Regions from separate parts of the Sus scrofa genome. Here regions 1 and 2 are each linked to region 3. The links are chromatin contacts, called in public promoter capture Hi-C maps. All regions are on one chromosome and are shown on one strand. The core of a region is the stretch at or near the end of the contact, and the rest is flanking DNA. Distances in the headings are between cores, read along the strand shown.

Evidence for each region. Promoter capture Hi-C pulls out the DNA fragments that hold promoters and counts their contacts.
Region 1: a promoter capture Hi-C map of fetal liver shows a contact between it and region 3, with 2.9 times the contacts expected there. The contact joins the promoter of C13H21orf91 here to the promoter of USP25 in region 3. A contact is called at or near these places in 1 of 5 promoter capture datasets (fetal liver) and 1 of 2 datasets of contacts at active chromatin or transcription factors (alveolar macrophages).
Region 2: a contact with region 3 is called in a promoter capture Hi-C map of liver, with 3 times the contacts expected there. The contact joins the promoter of HSPA13 here to the promoter of USP25 in region 3. A contact is called at or near these places in 3 of 5 promoter capture datasets (fetal liver, fetal skeletal muscle and liver), 4 of 47 Hi-C or Micro-C datasets (blood, heart right ventricle, retroperitoneal adipose tissue and 1 more) and 2 of 2 datasets of contacts at active chromatin or transcription factors (alveolar macrophages and skeletal muscle).

What each region holds. Positions count from the first base shown.
Region 1 is chr13:182,407,618-182,410,317 of Sscrofa11.1, forward strand. C13H21orf91 (protein EURL homolog) reads right to left here and starts at 1,445. Exons shown (of 5, transcript XM_003483342.4): 1 at 1,326-1,445; 2 at 274-407. The coding sequence starts at 400. CHODL (chondrolectin) reads left to right here and starts at 1,503. Exons shown (of 10, transcript XM_013981213.2): 1 at 1,503-1,662.
Region 2 is chr13:179,319,907-179,322,606 of Sscrofa11.1, forward strand. It overlaps HSPA13 (heat shock 70 kDa protein 13), which reads right to left and starts at 1,391. Exons shown (of 5, transcript XM_001924920.6): 1 at 1,263-1,391. The coding sequence starts at 1,287. It overlaps LOC102161811 (a long non-coding RNA gene), which reads left to right and starts at 1,478. Exons shown (of 7, transcript XR_002338005.1): 1 at 1,478-1,608.
Region 3 is chr13:180,569,618-180,572,317 of Sscrofa11.1, forward strand. USP25 (ubiquitin carboxyl-terminal hydrolase 25) reads left to right here and starts at 1,402. Exons shown (of 24, transcript XM_021070825.1): 1 at 1,402-1,890. The coding sequence starts at 1,846.

The DNA.
Region 1 (2,700 bases), core at 195-2,694, 1.8 Mb after region 3:
ACCAATCAATACTCATACTTCATTTTTACATTATCGAAACTGTGATTAATACTGTGGGAGTTAAAAAAAAAAAAAAAAGGTTTCTCTTAAATTCACAGCTGTGTTAACTTCAGCTTCATTTCCAGAAACCCTTATCTTTAACAGATCTCCACACTACATACGTGACAAAATTTCCAACCATTCAAGAAACTTTAGTTTAACCTTATAACTAGTTCAGCATAAAGTAGTTCTGTAAAGGTCATGCCATAAAATGAATCTATACTGTATCCTTACCATCAATATTTAGTTCAAAACAAACGTGGCAGAAGGAGAGTGTTTCTTTATCTGTTCCCAGTTTACAAACACTGCAAATGTTGTCATCATTCAAATCAATGTTTACAAACTGCTCCTCTTCGTTCATAGTGTCCCTATTAAGAAACAAAAAAGGAAAGTTACACAATTTCAAGAACTCGCCATTACAGCAACATCAGGAACTTCTAGGAAGAGAGGACGCTGCTCAATTTATCTAATACAACAGCCCCATCAAACATCGCCATACTTGTACTTAAATATTTCACTTTTATTAAGTCACACTATGCCTAAGTACCTTTCTTGGTCCTGTTTTTGATTGAGGATATCTGCCAGAAAGCAGTTTTCAGGTATTCTAGTCCGCCCCCACCCCATCGCGGACGAGGCACAGAAAGAAAGAGCTTAGTAGAGAGGCCTATGCAGCTCTCAGGGTCCGCAACCTACTTCACCCTGTTAAACGTAGGGAGAACAATCCGCTCGGGACACTGCTTCGCTAACTTCGTTGTGGGAACCTGAGATGCGTTTCGCTAGCTCGGCGTGGCGAGGTTTCCTATCCTGAGATCCGAGGCAGGAAAATGCACGTGGAAAAGCGAACACTGGGGAGTGGGTCCCGCCTGTGTCCAAAGCATCCACACGGAAGGCCCGGCAGCGGCTCCGCTGTGCTGCTTGGCACGGCCGGAGGCGGGGTGGCCAGGCCAGGCCAAGGGTCCCGGAGCCTGGCAGACGGGACGGGACTGCCGTGTCCCTTCGCCCCGGGCTTCATCCCACTCAGGGAGAAAGCGTTCGAGGGCCACCGCAGCCAGTCCGCCCAGACTGGGCGCCTCGGGGAGCCGGGTTCCCTCCCGGTCTCTGGGGTTGGGGGCAAGCGGCTGACCCTCGGGGTGCCGCGGTCCCCGGACGTCTCTTTGACCGTCCGCCCTGGCGCCAGGCGCGGAATAGCGCCAGGGTCCACGGAGCTCAGAGTGCAAAGGCGGCGGGACCGCGGGGCCGGGGACCCGGGCGCAGGCGGGTCGGGGTCAGGGCAGCGGGGTCTTTACCGTCCAGCCTCGCGCGCCGCCGCAGCCGATCCGCGCGGCTCGGACTCTTCCACTATTGTTTCCGGCCGCAGCGCGGGCGGCAGCGGCAGCGAAGACGGCCGCGCACCGGCCCCGCCCCCTCCCGCCGGTGCCATCCCTCCGAGGCTCTGGGGGGGATGGAGGGGCGGCGCGGCCCAGAGGAGAGCTGCGCGCTAGCTCAGCAGCGCCGGCTGCCCCCCGCCCCCCTGCTGCACCGACGCCGAGTTCTCAACTCGGATTTTCTCCTGCTTCTGGGTCTCTGGGCTCAGGTCCCTTACCGTTCTGCGGAAGGTGGCTCCTCACACGCCCCCTCCTCGAGGCAAGTAGATAGAGGAGTCCGTTACCACCTCCCCCTTTTCGCGTAGTGGAAACTGCTGCCCCCGGGCGGGGGCCGCGGGGGGCGGGGGCAGAAAAGAGGCGAGTGTATGCGAGCGAGGGACTGAGATGCGGGTAGAACTTTGTGTGACATCGGTAGACTGGAGCAAAATAGTGTCGCTGAACTTTCAGTTATGTACCAGTTGAAGTATCTAATGAGGGAAGAGTTCATGTTTCAGGTTTCATAATTTGGAGATAATTTCAAATTCAGAACCTTATTTTTTTTACAGATTGTTATAGAAATGGGGCGCCCCTCCCCTGAAATACGGCTCATTCTTTGTACGCCCACGAGGATAATCCCGGAGCCCCACCTCTCATTTAAAAAAACTGTGGCACTTAAGATCTTTTCCGGCTTGGCTTGACATTTTATGCCATTCTTATTTTTTAAAGATTATAATTCATGTAATACTTTCACTTACATTTTCTATTGTAAACTTCAGTCTAGAGAAGAGAAAAGAGAAGAGTTCTCTCTCTCTCTCTCTCTCTTTTTTTTTTTTTTTTGGCATCCGAAAAATGACTACCAGATTATCAGTTGGTTAGAAACAGCTGGGACTTGAACACAAGGCTGCCGATGGTTATTTTCCAGAGCATCACAAATGCTCTGTATTGGTTACACTGTATCGGATACACTAACACAGAGGAAGGGGATTAGGATGTTAACCTACATGTGATTGGTGGTAGGAATGGATTCTACAGATCTTGAGAATTTCTAGATCAAATTTGCATTTGATGTAAACCATCAGTGACTAAGAGAAGTGATCTGTGTTCTTGCTACATAAAGTGTAGGAAATGAACCAGCCTCAATGGCCTCACTTTCCTGGTATCTTGTTAGAAATGTAGACGATCAAGTCTCAGCCAAGACTTCTGATCAGAACCTGCATTTTAACAGGATTCCCAGGTCTTGATTCCTGTGTACATTTGTTTGAGACGATGTAATTGAAATAGAATAGTGTGTGTGTTTTCTATTTGAATTTCACATTCT
Region 2 (2,700 bases), core at 141-2,640, 1.2 Mb before region 3:
TAAAAGGTATAAACACTTGAATAACAACTGTGCTAATGCTGACAGGAAAAGTCATTCACCTAGAGCAAAAGCCAGATATAATCCAAATCCTGATCGATCGCTATTTAGATTTACAGTTTTATGTTTTATATATCATTATTGTTAACATTTTCACAGCAAAACCTGTTGTTAAAGGTTAAACCTCTTTATCCCCCTCTTTTTTCCTTTCAAAAGGATGAAATGAATAAGCTGTATTAAAATAATTTTGGAAGTTGCTTAGACATTAAACTGTCACTTCATAACAGAACATAGTTACCTTTTTCTGTATTAAATATGAATTAAGGAAATACTTCTTACAGATATTTAGGGAAGGAGAATAATAAAAGTATGTAACCCTGATGAAAACACAAAGCTCCTTAAAGTCAGGTTTCGTTTATCATTGTATTCCCTGCACCAAGAATGGTCCCTAGCCAACTTCAGATTGTTCAATAAATATTAATTGATGGAAAAAAAAATATGTATGAACCAAAGCCATGAAAATTGTATACATGGGTGATGAAGAAAGAGGCCGCTTTAAATTTACAATTAATCTTTTATTTGGCTTCAGGACACTGTGTTATACACCTGTGTCCATCCATGTTACATACAACCCCAAACGACAATTTGTAGGAGTCAGTTTAACTAATTGTTAGCTCATCCTCATCAACACATAACTCAAAGAAATGAAATCAGGTGCCAATCCCACTTTCCTCTTGCTCCTACATACGCATTTCGAAGCATTTCACCACTTTCTCGTCCCGAGAGGGTAATTTCTTCCAAGATTGGTGGAAAGAACATTGGACAATACATCAAAGAGGCCCGGACCTCTCAAAATCCAGCATCCCAGGAATCCACAGGTCAGGATGCTGCTGCTTGCTCCTCCCCTTCCTCCACAAAGGGGTCTAGGAGACGCACATTCTGGCAGCCTCTCAAAAGCCCCTATTCAACCAAAGATTCAAAGATCGACATTCTCTAGAAAAGAATTCTTCCCAATGCCCGAGGTCCCTGGAATGTACGCAGAGGATGGCCGCCAGCCCTACCTGGGCCTACTGCGGCCCAGGCCTTCCTAGAAGAGACCCCCAACCCGACGTCGCAAACAGCCCCAAACCGCCTCTAAGTCATCTTTCTGGCGCCCTTCCAGCTGCGCCAGCGGGATCCAGCACATACGACAACCGCCTCCTCCAGCCCGGCCTCCCCAAACCGCTCCGGTGCCCGAAACAACCTCAGAGACCCCGGTCACTGACCTAAGATCGTCATCTCTCCAGCCATCACAGTCCCGCCGAAGAGGCTTGGGATGACTGTACCAGATATGAGGCACCGCCCCCACACCGCCCCGGCAGCCCCGCGCTTCCCTGGGAAATGTAGTCCAATTGCTGCGATGCGGCCGGAGAAACTACACCGCCGGCTGGAGAAAGGACTTCATTTACCATGAGGACGCGGAGCTAAGGGCCCCCATTCAACCGCTGCCAGTGACGCCTGAGCCGCCCTCCCACGCACGGACGACCGAGCCAATTAGGCTGAGCTGGAGGAGAGCAGAGCGGAGGGACTGGGTTTACCCAGCAAACCTGAAGGGCCTCGAGCCAAATTGAGGTAAAAACTCTCCTTTAGCACCGCCCCACAGCTTTGCATTCTGGGAAGGGTAGTTTTGGCCTCTCTGCGCTCGCCTGTGGGAGAGTGAGGACCGTTAGGTTACTGCGTTTTGGTGATGTCGCTAAGCAGGCCCAGGGTCCAGCCTTTGTTATGTTGTAGATACTAGCTTTTGAAGCATGCTGTTTTGCCTTGAATCTTAGATTCCAGATGCGGGTGCGTAAACGTACCCCCCCCCCCGCTCCGCCCCGCGCCCCCAGCATCCCTAGAAGAGGCCCTGCCGCAGTGCGGGCAGGCGAAGGGGGAAGCAGGGGCGGGCGTCCCTGTAACTCCCTAAAGATCATCGGTCCTCTGCTTTTGTTTTGAGAAAAATGAATTCAGGAAGTCTTCAGTCAGATTTATCCAAAGGTGGTGGGGGACACACACATTTTCTCTATTGCTAACACTGAGGTGGCCTAAGAAAACAAAAATCTAAACAAAATACCCTAGCTTTCTCTTAAGTCATAAGTGATAGGAATGGTTTCATTCATACACAGATCCCATAACATGCTGTGGACATTCAGGACACTTGGGAAGCGTTTTTCTGGTTATAGTCTCTTTAACAGACGCGATTTTTCTCGCTTCGTGGTCACTGGTAGTACTTAATTGGCGCCTTCTGAGAGTATTTTGTCCATTACTGCAGTTGAAGTTCGTTAAAACTATGACCCGGAGACTTGAAATCTATTTCCTCACCTTAATTATAAGTCAAACAATCCCGTTGACAAGAGGTCAGCCTGCTAGGGGAATAATCTGCCACTGGATTTCTAGAAGATTTAAAAATATGTATGAAAATATTGATAGTTGCTGAAACTGAATTATGTTTCATGGGGATTCATTATAATGTTGTCTCCACTTTTGTGTATTTTTAAAAAGTATTTCATAATGCAAAGAATAAAAAGTGTATATATATTTATTGTGAATACTATTCTCTCTCATTTCCTTAGGAAGAATGCATAATTCAAACACTTAATTCATGAAAATCATTTATTGAGCACAGTGTTAGCCGCTAGTAACAACCAGGAGAGAAAGAAGGTAAACACATAAATGTAATTTATT
Region 3 (2,700 bases), core at 152-2,651:
CAAATATTGTGAATCAGATTTTTAAAAATCTATAAAACAAAGAAGCAAAGTTGATATGTTGGAAAGAATATTCATCAATAAATGAGGAGAAAATGAACTCTAGTATGCATTCATTCACAAGTCACCCTCTTTGGGTCTCAGTGTTCTCATAAAAATTTTGTTCATTCTGTCAGAACTGTTACATTATTCCTAAAATTCTGGGTTTCCAGCCATTTCACAACTTTCCAAATTCTTCTGGCAGAAATGTAAGACAGCAATAAAATAAAATTTGTAATCTGTCAAGATCAAATGAGCAAATAAACATGAAGATGCAAGGGAAAGACCTCAAAAGGTGGTTGAAAACATCTAAGGTGCAGAGTAAAGCCAGTTTGTAAAGTGTAGAGATTGATTACAAAAGCTTAGGAGTTACTGTGATCCATGATTATTAAATATAACCAGATAATATTTCAGTGATCATGTGCCAAACTTGCTTTTCTTTCAAATTAAAAATTATACCTACATTTGCATATTTGTGTATTATATTTGTGACAATATGCACTGATTATTCTTTCCCTTCCACTGCTGCACCCTCATATCCTATCCCCACATTAGCTAGTGAAACAAGATATTTTTGAGACTAGAAATTGCTTTCTTAACAGTAGGTTTTCCATACAATTCCATATATAGTCAGGTATTCCAAGCAGGGTGTTTAATTGATAATTTGCTTGGCAACTGGGACATTAGATGATGTACCATCTAGACAGTGACTATATTTCATTTACATCAAATTATCGGAAAATGAACCTTATTTCTCAGAGCCTAGCAGTGACTGGCACATAATTGAATGAAAGAAGTAGACAAAGAATATCAATATTCATTTATATAATGATTACTTAAGGAGAAATGTACATTCTAGCATAAAGACTTCTGACAGCCTTTTGCTTAAATTACACTTGACTTTTCCCTACGGGCAAGTTTACTGCTAGTGAAATTCCTAGAAAGGCCTGGGGAGAAGACTGGAGATACAGAAAGGAGCCAGGATTCCGGACAGAAGGCGTTTGGGGGACGTTACGGGGCTAGCAGGAAAACGTTTGGTCCTGGAGGAGTTCAGAAACCCAGCAGTCCGACAAACCCAGGGCACAGAGACGAACGCTGCCCTCGGGCCTCGGCTGGAAGCTTTGCAGAGTCAAGGGAAGGCGTCGCGCAACCTGCCGCAGGGGCAGCTCCGAGGCCCGGCCCGCGTGGCGTTTCCCCGCCCCGCCCCGGGAGCGGCGTGATGGGGGCGTGCTCCCGGGCGGCCCCGCCCCCGCCCGCCGCCCTGTGGGTCACAATGTAGGGTTAGGGCGGCCGGCGGGCGGGGCTCGGCGGGGGAGGAGCTGCCGGGCGGGGGCGGTGACGGCGGCTGGGGGAGGGGAAGGGAGGAGGAGTCGCGGAGGGAGGAGGACAGCGCCATTCCGGCCGGCCGCTCCCTCTGTCCCCTCTCCCTTCCCCGCAGTGGCCCGCGAGCCGCCAGTGAAGGAGCGCGCGCGCGCGCGCCCGTGACGCGTCCGGGCTTGCTTGCGCCCTCCCGCGCCCCAGCGTCGGCCGCCAGCTCATGGCCCGGGCCGGGGCCGACGAGCCGCGCTAAGGCGGGCCGCGCGGAGTCGTGGGGCCGCCGCCGTGGCCCTCCCTGTCCGCACCTCGCCGCCACCCCCGGTGCCCGCGCACGCCGGCCGCCATCGCCTTCGCGCCTGGCTGGCGGGGGCGCTGTTTTCCCCCGCCGTCCGCGCCGCTCCCTGGAGCTCGGCGGAGCGCGGCTGCCAGGGCCGGCGGAGGCACGAGGAGCCGGACCCCGTTGCCTGTGTCGCCGCCGGCGCCGCGGGGGCCATGACCGTGGAGCAGAACGTGCTGCAGCAGAGCGCGGCGCAGAAGGTGAGGCGAGCCCGCGAGCCGGCGCGGCCCAGCCCGGCTCCTCCTTCCGACGTGCCGCCTGGCCCGCCTCGGCTGGGAGCTCCCCGGTCTCCCTCGCCGCCGCCCCGGCCTCGGCTGCCCCGGCGTCCCCCCCGCTCCCCGCTCCCCGCCGCCCTACCCTTCTTGGGGGCGAAGCGCCCAGTTCCGGGCTGTGTGTGGAAAGCGAGGTGTAGTTAGCGGGTTTCACTCCAGTTCCTTCTCGCCGATTGTTTTCCTGTAACAGACGGTGCCGGGTGTTTATTGAGAGCGACCTCGCATTCCTACACTCCTCTCTCTGACTTCTTAATTAAACTTTATCTTCCTCCTCTTTAAAAAAGAAGAAATAGCCAGGTTGTCACCCTTTCCGAACACAGTTTTTATTTTCAAGGGAGGAGCATTCCAGGCCTGCTATTTTGCAAAAAGGTCTCCACCAGAATTGAATTGCCTGCCTGGCGGGGCAGGTACGTTAACCAGGTGGATTCAATGTAAAAGTAGAGGGTTTGGTTCGTTCCCTTTTTTCTTTTTTTCTTTTTCTTTTTCTTTGTTTTGTTATGTTTCTTTTTTTCTTTTTTTCTCCCTGAATATAGAAACTGGCCATGTTTAGTCCAGGAATCGTTTGTCCCCTAAGTTTGACCTTGTAACACATTCAAATGGTCACTCACTTAAGTTAAAAAAAAATGTGGGTTTGTGAAGCTTCAGATCTTCTACAGTAAGCAGTGAGAGATGCTTCCCCCCCCCAGATTTTGCTTTCCGAATCTCAAATGCACTATCATGGCTTGCACCATATCCAGA